3 separate regions of the Rattus norvegicus genome follow, and regions 1 and 2 are each linked to region 3. The links are chromatin contacts, called in public Hi-C maps. All regions are on one chromosome and are shown on one strand. The core of a region is the stretch at or near the end of the contact, and the rest is flanking DNA. Distances in the headings are between cores, read along the strand shown. Region 1 overlaps Ascc1 (activating signal cointegrator 1 complex subunit 1). Region 2 holds the start of Mcu (mitochondrial calcium uniporter). Region 3 holds the start of Dnajb12 (DnaJ heat shock protein family (Hsp40) member B12).

Region 1 (2,700 bases), core at 67-2,566, 170 kb before region 3:
GCTCTGTAGTCTGATCAATGTAGCTTTCTGCTCGAGACAGTTCTCTCTTGCTAGAAAAATTCTAAAAGATTCCTGGATAGCTCATGGGTTTTCCAACCAAAGTCAACACAGCTAGTATAAAAATATATATAAGAGCTGTGTTCATTCTCCAAGCAGCTCTCTCTGAGTAGCTTCTAGAAAAAAAGCACTTTATTTTTAAACATGAAAAATGAAGCTATCCAGGTGCAAATAAAGTGCTTGCTGTCTTCTAAGAATCAAGGGCCTAATGTCATGGAAGGTGGAGTCATGGGATAATCAAAAGGGAACCTGGAGTAAATAAATTTGTATGTAAATAAAAGTCTGGGCTTTCGTCTGCAAGAGGTGAGCTGTCTGGAGATCTCTGGAGAGTGAACACAGCTTTTTTAGAATTTTTTTTTTCTAGAAGCTACTCAGAGAGAGGTGCTTGGAGAATGAACACAGCTCTTATATATATTTCTATACTAGCTGTGTTGACTTTGGTTGGAAAACCCATGAGCTATCCAGGAATCTTTTAGAATTTTTCTAGCAAGAGAGAAAATCAGAGATCTGCCTCCTGCCTTTGTTTTTTTTGTTTTTTTTTTTTTTTTTTGTTTTTTTTTTTGGTTCTTTTTTTCAGAGCTGGGGACCGAACCCAGGGCCTCACGCTTCCTAGGCAAGCGCTCTACCACTGAGCTAAATCCCCAACCCCATGCCTCCTGCCTTTGTAAGCACAAACAATAAGTTTAGCTGGGTGGGATCCATCCTGAGATTACCATTCCCACTATGCCAACCTAAATTCATTCTGTCCCAGACTAACCTTGAACTCAGGAATCTGCCTGCCTTTGTATCTTTCTGACAAGCTGGTTCATAGTGCAGCTGCCTCTGTTCTTTTAGGTCTGTGAAGTCCCTCATATAATTCATATTGCATCCTTTCATATTGCATAGTTGAGAAATTATATATTTTTTTTGTTTTTGTTTTTAAAGATTTATTTTATTTATATGAGTACACTGTAGCTGTCTTCAGACACACAGAAGAGGGCATCAGATCCCATTACAGATGGTTGTGAACCATCATGTGGTTGCTGGAATTGAACTCAGGACCTCTGGAAGAGCAGTCAGTGCTCTTAACCGCTGAGCCAACTCTCCAGCCCGAGAAATTATATATTTTAAAACTCATGTTCTCAGAGTTTTCTACAGCCTTAAGGCCTGTCCCGAAGGTTACAGTTTGCCGTTTTTTGTTAAGGACATAGAGACACCCTCACCTCCTGGACTTGTGCTGTCTCTGATTACCATGGAGTTACTGATTACCATGGAGTTACTCTGGTTACCATGGAGTTTACCTACCAAGGATTACCCTTGGCAGAGAGGACATTCACCTCAAAGGAGGAACATAACGTAAAATATACAAACAAGTCTTACACCTAGCAACCATAACACTTGTGGAGGCCCATGCCTTGTTGGCTGTTCCAGGGTTGGGAAACACCATCCCTTCCAAATGGCCACACAGGACTCAGCACCAAAACAAACAAATGCAACTCTCCCATTTGCCAGTTCTCAACAGCTAGACTATATCTACTTCTTTTCTGTTTTGCCTTTGTTTTTAAATTTTATTTGTTTATTTACCTGTGACCATGGGTAGGCACAGTGTGGAGCTCAGAGAATAACTCGAGAAGTTGGTTCTCTCCATCCACCAGTGGGACCTAGGGATCTAACTTGGGTCTTGGTTTTTCAAAAGTCTCTTGCAGTCTAGACCTAGAACTTACACTGTAGCTAAGAATGACCTTGAACTCTACCTTGGCCTCCCTCCTGAGTGCTGGGAATACAGGAGTGTGCCTCTGTCCCCAGCAAAATCCTTTTAAGCATGTATTTAGATATTGCTTTTAAATTTGACAGGGATATTATTAGATTTCCTAATCTGAATAACCTTTGTATTCCTGACATAAACTAGCTTAGTCATCTCTCTATCCTCTGGTTTAAGAAAATTGCCCAATCAAGCATATTCTACTTCTTGCATCCAATTATTGATTCCCACTGCCACTGCTCTAATTTGGGCCATTTTGCTTCTCCCAGACTACTCTAATGGCTTCTAAACACCTTGCTCCTGTTCCTACAGCAATGGCTCCTGCTCCTGGCTCTCCCTTTCAGTTATGTGTGCAGCACATGACTTGCTTTAAATGCATATAAAGCTATGGGGAGCAAAATGGCATCTTTTTTTTTTCTTTTCTTTTTTTCGGAGCTGGGGACCGAACCCAGGGCCTTGCGGTTGCTAGGCAAGCACTCTACCGCTGAGCCAAATCCCCAACCCCGCAAAATGGCATCTTTAAAGAGTGGTGTCTGTACAAGACCCAGTCAGTCCCATTCTAGCATGAAGGGGGAAGGGTTCAGGAGTCCCAGCCCTAACTGAGGAGCCCTGAACAGCTGATGGTCCCTGGGGAAGGGAGAGTCAGAGCTCTTGGAATGGTGTAGCTACCAACACGTTGACCATGCTCCAGAAGATAGCCCTACACCTGGGGGTCTATGGGTAGCATAAACTGGACCTACTGGGTTATTTTTGAGAAAGTGGGGTGTGCTGGAAATTTAGCTCAGAGATTAAGAACACTGCTGCTTTTCAGAGGATCCAGGTTCAATTCCCGTTCCCAGCTCACAATCATCTCTAACTCCAGTCCTAGGGGATCTGACTTCTGGTCTCTAAGGACACCAGGC
Region 2 (2,700 bases), core at 99-2,598, 250 kb after region 3:
CTCAATACAATTCTTCATATCGTGGTGACCTCAAACTATAACATTATTTTGTTGCTTCCTCATGACTGTAATTTTGCCACTGCTCTGAATTGTAAGGTAAATACCTGTGCCTCATGATGGTCTTAGGTAACTCCCTAAGAAAATCTTTTGATCCCAAAAGGTTGCGACCCATAGGTTGAGAAACCTTGTCCTATGGAAAGTTGTGTTTTCAAGAGGAAGTGAATGAGGTCAATCTAAAACCAGGCATGGTGCGTGTGATCATATCACTCAGGAGGCTGAGGTAGGATGATTTTCAATTCAAGGCTAGCCTGAGTATGTAGCATGACTTAATCTCAAACCAAAAATCAGAACCGCAACAACAGAACAACAACAACAAAAAAGTAATTCTATGCTGGGTGTGAGCACTGGGGCTGGTGAGGTTGGAGGTGAGTTTGAGGTCATCCTGGGCTACATAGTGCATTGCCGGCCAGCCTGGGCAACATAATGACATCCTCCTCTGTATCCTGCCCCCGGACCCCCGCAAGAAAAGTTACTCTGAACTGTGTTCTACTTGCTAGTTTAGCAAAATTATGAAACTTGGCTCATCTTTAAATGGTTTTCTTACATTGCCAGCTTCTTCTGTTTCTGTAGTTTATTTAAAAAAAAAAACAAAACAAAAAACGAGACCAAGGTCAAATATAGTAAAGAACAGTGTTGCTTTTAGAGAGGAATGTCAATCTAAAGGTGCAGGGAAAAGGAATCAGATGTTTCAATTGTGTTTCAATTCTGTTCATTCAGCTCAATGGCAGGTACTCATCCTGGGAGTTTGAAGCTACAACCATTCTATTCTACCGTATATCATGTTATACAGCACTGTCATTGGATTACTTTACAATTCAGGGTTAGTTTCAGCACATCCAAATGCTATCTGGTATGGATGCTAACTTTAGGCATGCGGTTGAGAGTTGGAGCCAACCTACTTAAAATGACCAGTTGGGTGCTTATGCAGACAACTTAGAACACACAGAACTCGATTCCGAACAAGCTCTGCACAGCACAGATTTCTATTTCCCTAGTTCTCTTATCAAGTCACTTGGTAAAGATTAGCCAAATCGAACGTGCCATCCCTTACTGCTCCATTCCAAGAGGCTCAAGTGCCAGAGACCGGTCCCCTAGAATTTGACCGAAAGGTAACTCTGGAAGTGACAGACAGCCCGAAGCCGGGATTCTCCCGCCTTTTGATTGGGCTTCACAGGAAGCCCCGCCTCGGAGGCTTGACTCAGGGCTGCAGTTGGCTTGGTACGGCTGAGTGGCGGGCCTTGGCCACGCCCCGGCCGTCCGCTGCGCTGCCTGGGCCAGCGCCGTTTCCAGTTGAGAGATGGCGGCCGCCGCAGGTAGATCGCTCCTGCTGCTGCTCTGCTCCCGGGGCGGCGGCGGGGGCGCCGGCGGCTGCGGAGCGCTGACTGCCGGCTGCTTTCCCGGGCTGGGCGTCAGCCGCCAGCGGCCGCACCAGCAGCACCGGACGGTGAGCGAGCGCGGCTCCAGGGAGGGCGGGGCGGCGTGGGGAGCCGCGGGCAGGCCGGGGAGCCGGGCGACTTCCCTCAACTCGCGGCCGCCCCGGGGTGGCGGGCCACCGAGCCGCCGTGTCCTTCAACGCCTGCGGCGGCGGCTGGGAAGGCAGAGCGGGCGGGCGGGAGGCAGGAGAGGAGGAGGAGGGGCGACAGCAGGGATGTTCCCGCAGGACTGGGGACGCCAGGGCGGGGAAGGCACGGGACTTGAACCTCTCCCCGACCCGCCTCCGGGCTCCGTCCCTCCTTCCGTCGTTTCTGACAGCTTTGCTCCAATGCTCCCAAACTGAGCCCAGTGCAAGTTGTCCCCTTCTCTCCTCCTCTGGGCGGGTTGGGGCGTCCGGAGTTGCCGCGGTTGCCGGTGTGTCAGGAGAGTGGCAGTGCCATGCTGCTGGGAACTGTCCCCGGAGAGCAGCCCGGGACCCCAGGAGGCTTCTGCCTCGCCCTCACTCGTCCCCTTAGGAGCACGCAGGAAGGAAAATCAAACTTTATCCGTTCTCTGATCAGGTCCCTGCATGTGCGTGTTCTGGGAACCAGCTTCCTCGAGGTGGATGCTGCATTGCTTCAGGAGGCAAACACCATCCCCTCGGGTGCTTAAAGGTCCCGGTGGTCCCTTCGGAGGGTTGGCTTTCAGGCTGCACCGGTGCCCAAAGGAAGGGCAGCAGGCACAAGAGAGGCTGCAGGGCAAGTTGTTCACAGAGGCAGAGATTTGGTGATTCTATTAACCAGTTCTTGCCGGGTTTCATTGCCTGGCAAAGAAGGAATTCTGCCTCAACAGCCTAGGGGCGTGTGCATGTGTAGTGGTGGCAGTATAGTACTGGAGCTTGGCATCGAGTTCTTGACCTAACAGGTCAGAATGTTCTCTTCCTTTGGACTTTCGAGGCCCATTCGTGTTGGTCTCTGGCCAACTCTTGAGAGAACAAGTGTAGGATTAATTTTATAAGGTGAGCTTGTATAGTGTGCTGATGGGAAGCTCGCTGCAGCCGGCCCAATAGAGAAGGTGGTGCCTTTAGCCCATGCATCATGACCTGTCTTGTTCTGATTCCTTGTCTCCTAAGAGGAAAGGACTGGAGCTTTGCAGGAGGATAGCCCTAGACCCGTGGTAGCATAAAATTGTGGGGAAGCACTGTGAAAAAAAAAAAAAAAAACCACA
Region 3 (2,700 bases), core at 201-2,700:
CCAGCACTCCAAATGTGGGCAGGGAAGGTGAGCGGCTGACTGCTGCTTCTTCATTTCATTTTAATAAACACTTATGGAGTCTCAGGGCTTTCCACTTTCTAGCTGTGTCACAGCCTAAGACGCTTATCGCCGAGTATTTCCTCATCTACAGAAGATATAAAAGTGGTGCTCTGTCTTCCGGACTGTGCAGGATCGGGTGGCAAAACATACCGAGAACTTTCTATATAGAAAAGCACTGCGGATATTCTTGTTTATATACATTATCTGTTCCAACTCCCTAAACTTCCAGATAGGGGAACCCAAGTTCACGATGAGACATGGGTCTCTTAATTCTGAAAGCCTGCTACACGTCAGAGTTTACTAACTTCACAGAAATAAATCCTGTATCTTTCTCCTTTCCAGCTGGTATTAAAATTTTCTTTGGGCCCTTAGGTTACAAACGCAAAAAGGCGGGGGGTGGGGGTGGGTACCAGGTAAACTGAGACGATTGAGTAGCAGAATCAAGATCACTATTCCTTGCTTGGTTTGGGAGGTCTCACCCCTAGGCTACTCAGCTACCTGGTACTCATCTGTCGTAGCAGTCCATAAGACCCCCTCGACCCGGGCCTGCTGAGGACGAAGGTAGGATGGGGTGGCTGAGAATGGGACCTTCAACAATTCATCCACTCCAAAATACCGCTTTCAAGAAACTGCAGGAAGGACTACGAATTGGAATGGCTTATTTCGCTAACGGTTCTCTGATTCGAGCGAATGAATTTCCTCCTTCTCTAGAACCCATTCTCCCTTAGAATAGTTATGTTTATTTTCCTGAACTATATTTCCCAGGCCGGCCACTGGCCCTGGGCCACCGAACAGCCTTCTGGGAAAAGTAGTTCGCTTTCTTTTCCACGTGAGTTCTCTTCACCGGGTCTCCTAGCACGTCTTCTTCCCAGAAGCCTCGTATTCCAGAGGCTTCCACAAGCACTGGAAAGCGGTTGGGAGCCAGGCCCTTCGGGGGTCTCCAGGGGGTCAGCATCGCAGAGACAGCGGCACCACAGGACTACGAATCCCAGCAGCACCCGCGCGCACGAGTGCGCAGGCGTAGCCGCGCCTCGCCACCCCTCCCCCCTCCGCCAACTGCTCCCGTCGGTCCGTTCCCGTGTTCCCCCGATCCGTGCTAATGCCCCCTTCGGTCTCTGCGGCGCCTCCCACTCACCGGTGACTCTTGGCGTCGGGTACAGCCGCTGCGCCTTCTCCAGGAAGCGCAGCGCCCGGTCGGGCTGGTTGCTTTGGATGGCCTTGAGGGCGATGCTGATACAGCGCTCGGCTTCATCCTTGTTGGATTCCATGGCGGAACCCGAGCACGGAACCAGGGAGGGGGAGGCCGGGCGAGCGAAGGGCTGCGCCAGCCGCCGGCGCGTCGCGGGGCAGGCCGGCGCGGAAGGATGACATAACCCTCCGCCCCTCCTTCCCGGGATTTGAGTGAGGGTTGAACCCGGGCGGAAGCCCTACCGTATGTCTCCTAAGAAAGGGGCGTTCGGTTCGGAGGCGCTATTGGAGCGCTAATGCTGAAGTTGAGTGTGCGCGCACATTCCTCGCGGCAGCCTTTGCGTTCCGGTTCGACTATCTGTTCATCGTACAGATGTTTACCGAATGCCCGCTATTTGTCGGATGTGGCAGTCTGTCTGATGTGGCAGTATTGTCAAAACAAAACCCTGTCCTCACAGAACTTTCGTGGGTGGGGTCCAGTAAACAGAAACATTCAGATAGTGACACAGTCTAGGCAAATATCGAAAAGTAGGGGGAAATGGAGGGGAGGGCTACCGTTTAAGATAGTTTAATATATCAGAAACTCATTTTACAGGCACCTGTGGACATGAACATGTGGTTGGAGGTAGGGTGGTTAGACTGGAGGAAATAAATGTAAAGGCTCTGAATGGGGATTTTCCTTGCGAGTTATTGCGGGATTAAGGAGGAGTTACAGAGTCACTACAGAGTCATACGACCAGTCAGAATGCAGCTCAGCCGACCTCCCACTAAAATGACAACAACCTTTAGTGAAGGTTGCCAATGACTTCCACTCAGGTACTGGCTATTTCTTAAACTACACCAATAAACCCAATGAAAGTTAAAGGGTGCAATGCGGCCTTTAATCCCAGCCCTTGGATGGCAGAGGAATGCTGGGAGTTCGAGACTAGCCTGGTCTACAGTCAGTTTCAGCACAGCCAGTGCTACAAAGAGAAACTCTGTCTCAGAAAAACAAACACAAACAAAAGTTAAAGAGCAGCTGTTATAGTCAGGTGAGACTCGGTGGATATATATGCATATACATACAGACACATAAAGCAAAAGAGGAAATTAAATAGTCACGGGGTGGGGGGTGAGGAAGTGGAGGGAGGGACCGAGCAGGGCGGGAAAGGGGGTGGGGAGGGTAAGAGGAGGGATCAAGTGTAGGGAGGACTGTCATAGCCTTAGCTGGATTAGAACCCCCTCTGTGAACGCGGCTCCATGAAACTTGCCGGGCTCCTTTTGCTCTGCCGTCCACATCCGCCTAAAGTCTGGATACGTTTTGAAAATTGTTTTTGCTGCTACGTGGATGGATGTTCTTCGGTGTGAGAGAAACAGAGGACTTCCGGCCAATGGCAACATTCTTGGCCCGAATATCCAGATAGAATCTCTGTGTACTTGGACTGGAGAAATGGGGAAGCCTGTGCGAAAGGG

Evidence for each region. Hi-C and Micro-C count contacts between places; a contact is called where the count stands out from the background.
Region 1: a Hi-C map of liver shows a contact between it and region 3, with 2.5 times the contacts expected there. The contact joins the enhancer-like site here to the promoter of Dnajb12 in region 3. A contact is called at or near these places in 12 of 12 Hi-C or Micro-C datasets (the A7r5 cell line, the Rat2 cell line, Schwann cells and 7 more) and 1 of 1 datasets of contacts at active chromatin or transcription factors (oligodendrocytes).
Region 2: a Hi-C map of hepatocytes shows a contact between it and region 3, with 2.4 times the contacts expected there. The contact joins the promoter of Mcu here to the promoter of Dnajb12 in region 3. A contact is called at or near these places in 2 of 12 Hi-C or Micro-C datasets (hepatocytes and liver).

What each region holds. Positions count from the first base shown.
Region 1 is chr20:28,536,922-28,539,621 of GRCr8, reverse strand. All of the region lies in intron 7 of Ascc1 (activating signal cointegrator 1 complex subunit 1), which reads right to left. Among named protein-coding and RNA genes, the nearest start is that of Cox5bl1, 35 kb to the right of the region's middle. Within about 2 kb of position 1,316, at least 3 of the 93 cell types and tissues checked have an H3K27ac peak or open chromatin away from gene starts, as enhancers often do. A contact at or near this core is called in hepatocytes, kidney and liver, where this site is marked.
Region 2 is chr20:28,121,751-28,124,450 of GRCr8, reverse strand. Mcu (mitochondrial calcium uniporter) reads left to right here and starts at 1,348. Exons shown (of 8, transcript NM_001106398.1): 1 at 1,348-1,504. The coding sequence starts at 1,358.
Region 3 is chr20:28,369,930-28,372,629 of GRCr8, reverse strand. It overlaps Dnajb12 (DnaJ heat shock protein family (Hsp40) member B12), which reads right to left and starts at 1,450. Exons shown (of 9, transcript NM_001013907.2): 1 at 1,196-1,450. The coding sequence starts at 1,328.